Linked DNA regions of Triticum aestivum: region 1 is linked to region 2. The links are chromatin contacts, called in public Hi-C maps. All regions are on one chromosome and are shown on one strand. The core of a region is the stretch at or near the end of the contact, and the rest is flanking DNA. Distances in the headings are between cores, read along the strand shown.

Evidence for each region. A called contact is a pair of places that touch in the nucleus more often than the background predicts.
Region 1: a contact with region 2 is called in a Hi-C map of leaf, with 6 times the contacts expected there. The contact joins the promoter of LOC123136741 here to the promoter of LOC123136736 in region 2. A contact is called at or near these places in 2 of 5 Hi-C or Micro-C datasets (both in leaf).

What each region holds. Positions count from the first base shown.
Region 1 is chr6B:234,322,383-234,325,485 of IWGSC CS RefSeq v2.1, reverse strand. It overlaps LOC123136741 (lipoxygenase 2.3, chloroplastic), which reads right to left and starts at 1,283. Exons shown (of 6, transcript XM_044556227.1): 1 at 784-1,283; 2 at 384-649; 3 at 36-273. The coding sequence starts at 1,135.
Region 2 is chr6B:233,361,931-233,365,152 of IWGSC CS RefSeq v2.1, reverse strand. It overlaps LOC123136736, which reads left to right and starts at 1,347. Exons shown (of 12, transcript XM_044556219.1): 1 at 1,347-2,415; 2 at 2,514-2,716; 3 at 2,875-3,072; 4 at 3,171-3,222. The coding sequence starts at 1,842.

The sequences.
Region 1 (3,103 bases), core at 34-2,533, 960 kb before region 2:
GCAGGTAGCAAGGGCGGTGTGCTTACGTTACGTACCGTAGAGGGTCTTGGGCCGGCCGGTGCGGCACCGGCGAGGGTAGGGGTGCTCCTTGGTGCCCAGCACCGGGCGTTTGTGGTCCATGTTCTTGTCCGGGTCGCCGAGGTCGTTGTACGTGTCGTAGTCGTAGACGCGCTCGTGGAACTTGCGTTCGCTGTGCCCGTCGCCACGCAGCTTCTCCAGCTCCTTCTTCCTCAGCGCCTCGATTCCCGGCGGCGTTTGCGACGGCAGGTATGACTGCAACAACATACGCACGCCATGGTTAGTTCCATAGTACAACCAAGCAAGCACGGAGAGAGCGTGGCTTCATGGCTAGCTTAGCTGCATGCCGTTGGCTAATTGCCTACCTTGACGGTGAAGAAGGCGCGCGGCTCGGGGTCGTCGAACTTGGAGTGCACCCAGGAGGCGACGTCGAAGGTGATGGCGGTGCTCTCGTCGCCGCCGGTGATGAGCTTGATGTCCTTGATGAACATCTCCCTGTGGTGCTCGTTCTCCACCAGCACCGCGCCCACCGGCCCGAACGACGCCGGCACCGACATCTTGGCCTCGTACGTCCCCTCCTTGAGCGTCATGTGCGCGAACCCCTTCACTTTCTCCCTCTCCCTTCCCGTCTCTACGCATCGAAGCAACTTTTCTCAGCCATGTGAAAAATCAAATCAACCGCTGGCTGTAGCATGCATGCAACGCACAGTGCTCTCTCCTGTCCTGCATGCTATCGTTGTGGTGAGAAAAGATGGAGAGGCTCACTGGGGTCGAGCTCGGAGCTGACGAGCTCGAGCAGCAGCGTCTTGCCGAAGAGGTCCTGGATGTCGTCGAGGCCCCGGGCGACGTACACGGAGGTCGGCGCCTGCGCGGTCACGACGGCCGTCACCGTCAGCGACCTCTCCTTGGTCGTCATGGACGTCGAGACGCCGACGGCCTCCTCGGTCGACGCGCAGCTTATCCTGCGCGCCGTGAGCCGGCGCCCAGAGCGGCTCCTCCCGGCGCCGGACGCCCGCCTCTGCTGGCCGCTCGCGGCCGCCGCCGTGGCGAAGAGCGGTGGCGAGGCAACATTGCTGCTCTGCGCGGAGAGCACCAGCGGCTGCTTCAGATGGATCATGGCTGGCGCGGGCAGGGCTAGCTAGCTGCTGCCGATGGATCGAGCTGGTTCGATCTCTCCCTTCTGTTCTTATGCTGATTAGTTAGCTAGCTAGCTAGGAGGGCCGGCCTCTCTCTCTCGGCTCTCCCAAGTGCTCTGCGTCCGTGGTAGTATGTGTGTCAGTTTATATTGTTGGCTGCGGTGCTTCACGGCGATGTGTTTCACGTGCGTGTGTGTGTCAGTCGTGATGGGCTGTGCAACACGATGATTAGCTGCGTACCTGGCTAGCTAACCAAATCATTTGTCTTGGAAATAAAATGTCCATTTGAAGAGTGTATGTACATGACGCCCTATGGTATGTGGCGTGCACCTGTCTAGACGTTTACAAAAAGGTGTTGGAAAGAATTGAATCACTGTAAAAGTTCAGAACTTCAAATATAGCTTGTGAAAAAAAAAGACAAATCACGTGTTGAATAGTAAGCTAATCTAGATTTGGTTGTAAATTCCATCAATATCATTTGTGTTTCGCAATTGCGCTTTCAGTTTGGATTTGAATACTTTCCTGTGTCGCTACTCATTGTTTGCATGCCCTTTGTTTCTTTTTAGATTTTATTGAATTCTCGAAAATGACAATTGAGACCGGGTGCACCAGATATTTTCTTCTACGAAAAGTTTGAGCGAACGCCACATTTGATCTTTGTTTAGGCAGCTCCAGCAGCCTAAAGAATATATACTTCCTTCATCTCAAAATAAATGTCGCTGATGCCAGTTGCTGCATGCGCAATAGAAAGTTGGCTAGTCGACCGACTAGGGCTCGAGAAAACCACATAAAATTTGTTGAACGAGCAGGAGGGCGACATTGGAACCTTGAAGCACGTTCCACACCACACCCAGCAGCGGGGTCGGACACGATGTATACATCAGTAGGATGTAGGGTAGTGGGGTCACGCACGAAGTATACATCAGTAGGCTTGTCACTTCCCGGTGCATGTGACCGCCCATTTTGGCACATCCCCCCTCCCGGACGTGTACGTGGTCGATCTGTGCGAGAAGTTTGCACAAACACAGATCCCCTCAAGCCTCGCGGTCTTTCTTAGGGTCTCATGCTTCGCGGTTAATCTTTCTTCTTTTACGTGTGCCACACATCTCAGATAGATACCCCAGGTCCAGCACGTACGCAATCGCACGTTGATTCCCCTTCACATTATTATTGATGGGATGTGCCGCCAATGCACGTGACCGTGACATGACCATCACAGAACTTAATATGCAGGTGTTTATATAGTTATTCGAGCGTTTTTTTTAGTAAACAAACTACTTAAAAGAGAGCACACTGGAGGACAGCCACATGTACATGACGTGCCATTTTTTTCTTTTTGGAAACATGACATGCCATTTAGGGACTTCTATCCAGGCACGGCACATTTGTTGGGGGCGAAAAGGTACGGCACATCTGGTCGGTAAATATGGACATTTTCTGTGCTAGAGCAATGCCCATCTGCCTCTGCTGACTTTTTCTCGCTTGGTGGTGATTGGGTGATCGCGAAATGTGTGGCTACTGGCCATGTCTAATCCCTAACCTGTGTACGTACCAGGCGCCCCAAAAATCACGTATGTGCTACCCTCGTGTGGCACACGGTAGGACCTGTACCGCGCATGCCGATCCCTCGCTATTGTGCAACAGCAGAGTTTTTGGTCGCACATGTCACTGATAAAAGTTGTTTGTTCCGTTGCGAGCAATGATCGGTCGCTTGCTTATTTTTGTTTTCATTCGGTGTCTACAGTGTGCTGGGTACGTGCAGCAGTGGTTTGAGATCTCTCGCTCGGGGCATCCACGACGGTGCGGAAGCCCCCCGGATCGTGGTCGAGCGCCGCATATCACAGCTGCTCCTGTCGGATCTCTTCTGTCCCAGCGATATCGAGATCTTTCGCCTCGCAGCAGGTCCCTGAGACTACAGCCACTTGGTAGTCATTTTTCTTATTTCTATT
Region 2 (3,222 bases), core at 98-2,597:
CCCCCTCTAGCGCAGATCTGAAATCGCAGCGGCCGACGGCGGTGAGGCAGTAGGGAAGAAAGGGGGGTAGTGCCTATGGGTGAGCGAGTGAAAGGGGGTGAGGCCAGATTTCCATCTCGCGCCATCCCCTCTCGCCCTCGCCTCGCACGCGCCCATGCGACCTCGCGCCGCACTCAGCCTGACTCGCGAGAAACTGTCGATCCAAGCGTTTCCAGCGAGCCAGGCTGTGGGCTGCTTTGAGAAGCGTGCGATGCAGGGCCAACAGTGAAACCAGGCAAGCAAACATGCCTCTTCCTTCCCGCGCGGGCCTGGTTGGGCTCGATGCGGGCAACCAAACACGCCCTAGGAGAGACACTGGCTTGATTGCTGATAGCATGTGGCGGACCCCCTACCTGAGGTCTGCCGGCTTTTGTACCGACACTCGTGTTGCACAAACACTAGGAGAGACACTAACTTGATTGCTGATAGCATGTGGCGGATCATGACAACATGTGGTATCTTGCACAACATGATCATCGAGGACGAGAGGGATGACCCGGAAAACTTACGGTTCCTCTACAATGGTGTCATGGTGGAGTCAAAACGTCGCCGAAATAGTACCCATGCATTCCTTTAAGCTCACCGAAGGATCAAAAAGCTCACAAGCAACTTTAAGAAGATCTTGTTGAGCACCGTTGGCACTTCATAGCACTTGATTCTAGTGTTTTTACCATGTTTTAGTTGGATTGTTAGTTCATTTGGACCGCATGTTGTGTTTCAATCTCAATGGTTAAGTTTAAAAACCTTAAATTTTGATATGTACTTGAAGTGTGTGTACTTGAATTCTCAAGTTTTGAATTAACATGGTTGTGGCAATATATGTTGAGACGAAGCCTGTGTGCAAAAATGGGAATTGAAGGGTGGGATAGGACGGGTAATTGAATTACGGGGATGGGCTAGAAATGCCCTTAGGTCTATTCCGAACCTAAGTTTGGTTCATGCCTGCTGAGTTGGAAATTCGAGAACAGAAATCGCGGTGCGGATGCCGTCCCGGCTGTATCGTGTGTCGATCGATCCTAAGCGCAACCACCATACTGGCTAGTTCCGGCGAGCTGAGGTCACAACAAAGATGCTCATCCAATATGGTAAACGGCAGTTGCAGTGGAGTGTTCCTCCTTCCGTGTGCTGGAGCCACTCTGGTCTGGGCTCAGTCTGGAAATCCAAGAACAGAAATAGATGATGATTCCTGGCGCGGCGTGCGTCCGTCCGTCCGTCCGTCTTGTACCGCCATCGATCCGCGACGCTGCTGAGGTACACATGGACGCGCCAACGGCCGCCGTTGCTGATCCAGACGCTGAGGTACTGGCTAGTACTAGATCACATCGTTTTCCAACGAACGCTCCGACGTGTAAGCAAGCGACGCTGCCGTCCCGTCCGTCACCCGGTCCATTCCCGTCCATGGTTGCGGCCCTTTGGGTGCAAGACTGCCTCCCCTCGACGCGCGTTTCTTGCGTCTCCTCCCCGCCGATCCGTCCCCGCGCACGCACCGCAGCAAACCAAAAAAGAGCCGCGATTTTTCCCAAAGAAGAATCCCCCTTCCTGTTCTTCGCCGACCGAGATCGCCACCCGCCCACCTTCTGTGGTCGCACCGGTCGCCATCCTCTCCGAGCTCTCGGAGTGCGTTGTCGCCGTCGCGTCGCTTGCGAGCCTGTTGCTTCACCCTCTCGCCTTGCTCCGGCTATAATTGAAGGTCTGGGGATTCTTGGAGGCTCTCCTTGCCCTATATTATGCGCCGGGCGGTGGCAGTCGAGCGTTGACGGCTAAGAAGTGACTGGTGAGTGAATTCTTAGGGGGGGACGGGAATGGCGCGAGGCGTGGCGGCAGCGGTGGCGGCGTTGGGGGTCGTGGCGGTGCTCTTGACCGCCGCCGCGGCGAAGGTCTGCACGAACACGTTCCCGTCGTCGGATTCGGTGGCGACCCACGCGGAGCGCGCGGCGGGGCAGCTGCGGCTGCCTGCCGGCCCCGCCGCCCGTGGCCACGGGCACGGGCACGACCACGAGCAGCACCTCACCCCGACCGACGAGTCCGCCTGGATGGAGCTCATGCCGCGGAGGCTCCTAGGCGGCGGCGGCGGCAGCACCCCGCCGCGCGAGGCGTTCGACTGGCTGATGCTCTATCGCAAGCTCCGGGGCGGCGGCGCCGCCGCCGTGGACGGCCCCGCGGGTCCGTTCCTCTCGGAGGCGTCGCTGCACGACGTGCGGCTCCAGCCGGGGACCGTGTACTGGCAGGCCCAGCAGACCAACCTGGAGTACCTGCTCCTCCTGGACGCCGACCGCCTCGTCTGGAGCTTCCGCACGCAGGCCGGCCTGACGGCGACCGGCACGCCCTACGGCGGGTGGGAGGGGCCCAACGTCGAGCTCCGGGGACACTTCGTCGGTGCGCCGCCGCCACAATCTTTCCCTGCTCATTCGCACATGCCAGTCGCTCATCTCAACTGAACTTCTTTTGGCCTGACGCTGTTCTTTGCATTGCAGGGCACTACCTGAGCGCCACGGCCAAGATGTGGGCGAGTACGCACAATGACACCCTCCGTGCCAAGATGTCGTCCGTCGTCGACGTGCTATACGACTGCCAGAAGAAGATGGGCACAGGGTACCTGTCGGCCTTCCCGTCGGAGTTCTTCGACCGCGCTGAGGCCCTCACTACTGTTTGGGCTCCTTACTACACAATTCACAAGGTATACAAAATGTTTTAGTCTCTACTCCTTCAACATGTAAATCATTGTGTTGAGTTGTGATCTGGATTCTGTGATCCGTATCCCGTGTTCTGTACTTCTATTCTGTGTGATTCTCTAATGCATTGTCTTGCTGCGTCTGCAATTTTTTTGGTTTGTAGATTATGCAAGGGCTTCTTGATCAGTATACAGTGGCTGGAAACTCCAAGGCCCTTGAGATGGTTGTGGAGATGGCTAACTACTTCAGTGACCGGGTGAAGAATGTCATTCAGAAATACAGCATCGAGAGGCACTGGGCATCGCTCAATGAGGAGACTGGGGGCATGAATGACGTGCTATACCAGCTCTACACAATAACGGTGATTCACTGATTATGTGTAGTTTGTCATCTGCTTTACTATTTTAAAAGTATGTTTTGAATGGAGTTCAGAGTTGCTTATTTCTCTAACTTGGACAGGATGATCTGAAGCATTTGACTCTGGCCCACCTCTTTGACAAACCGTGCTTTC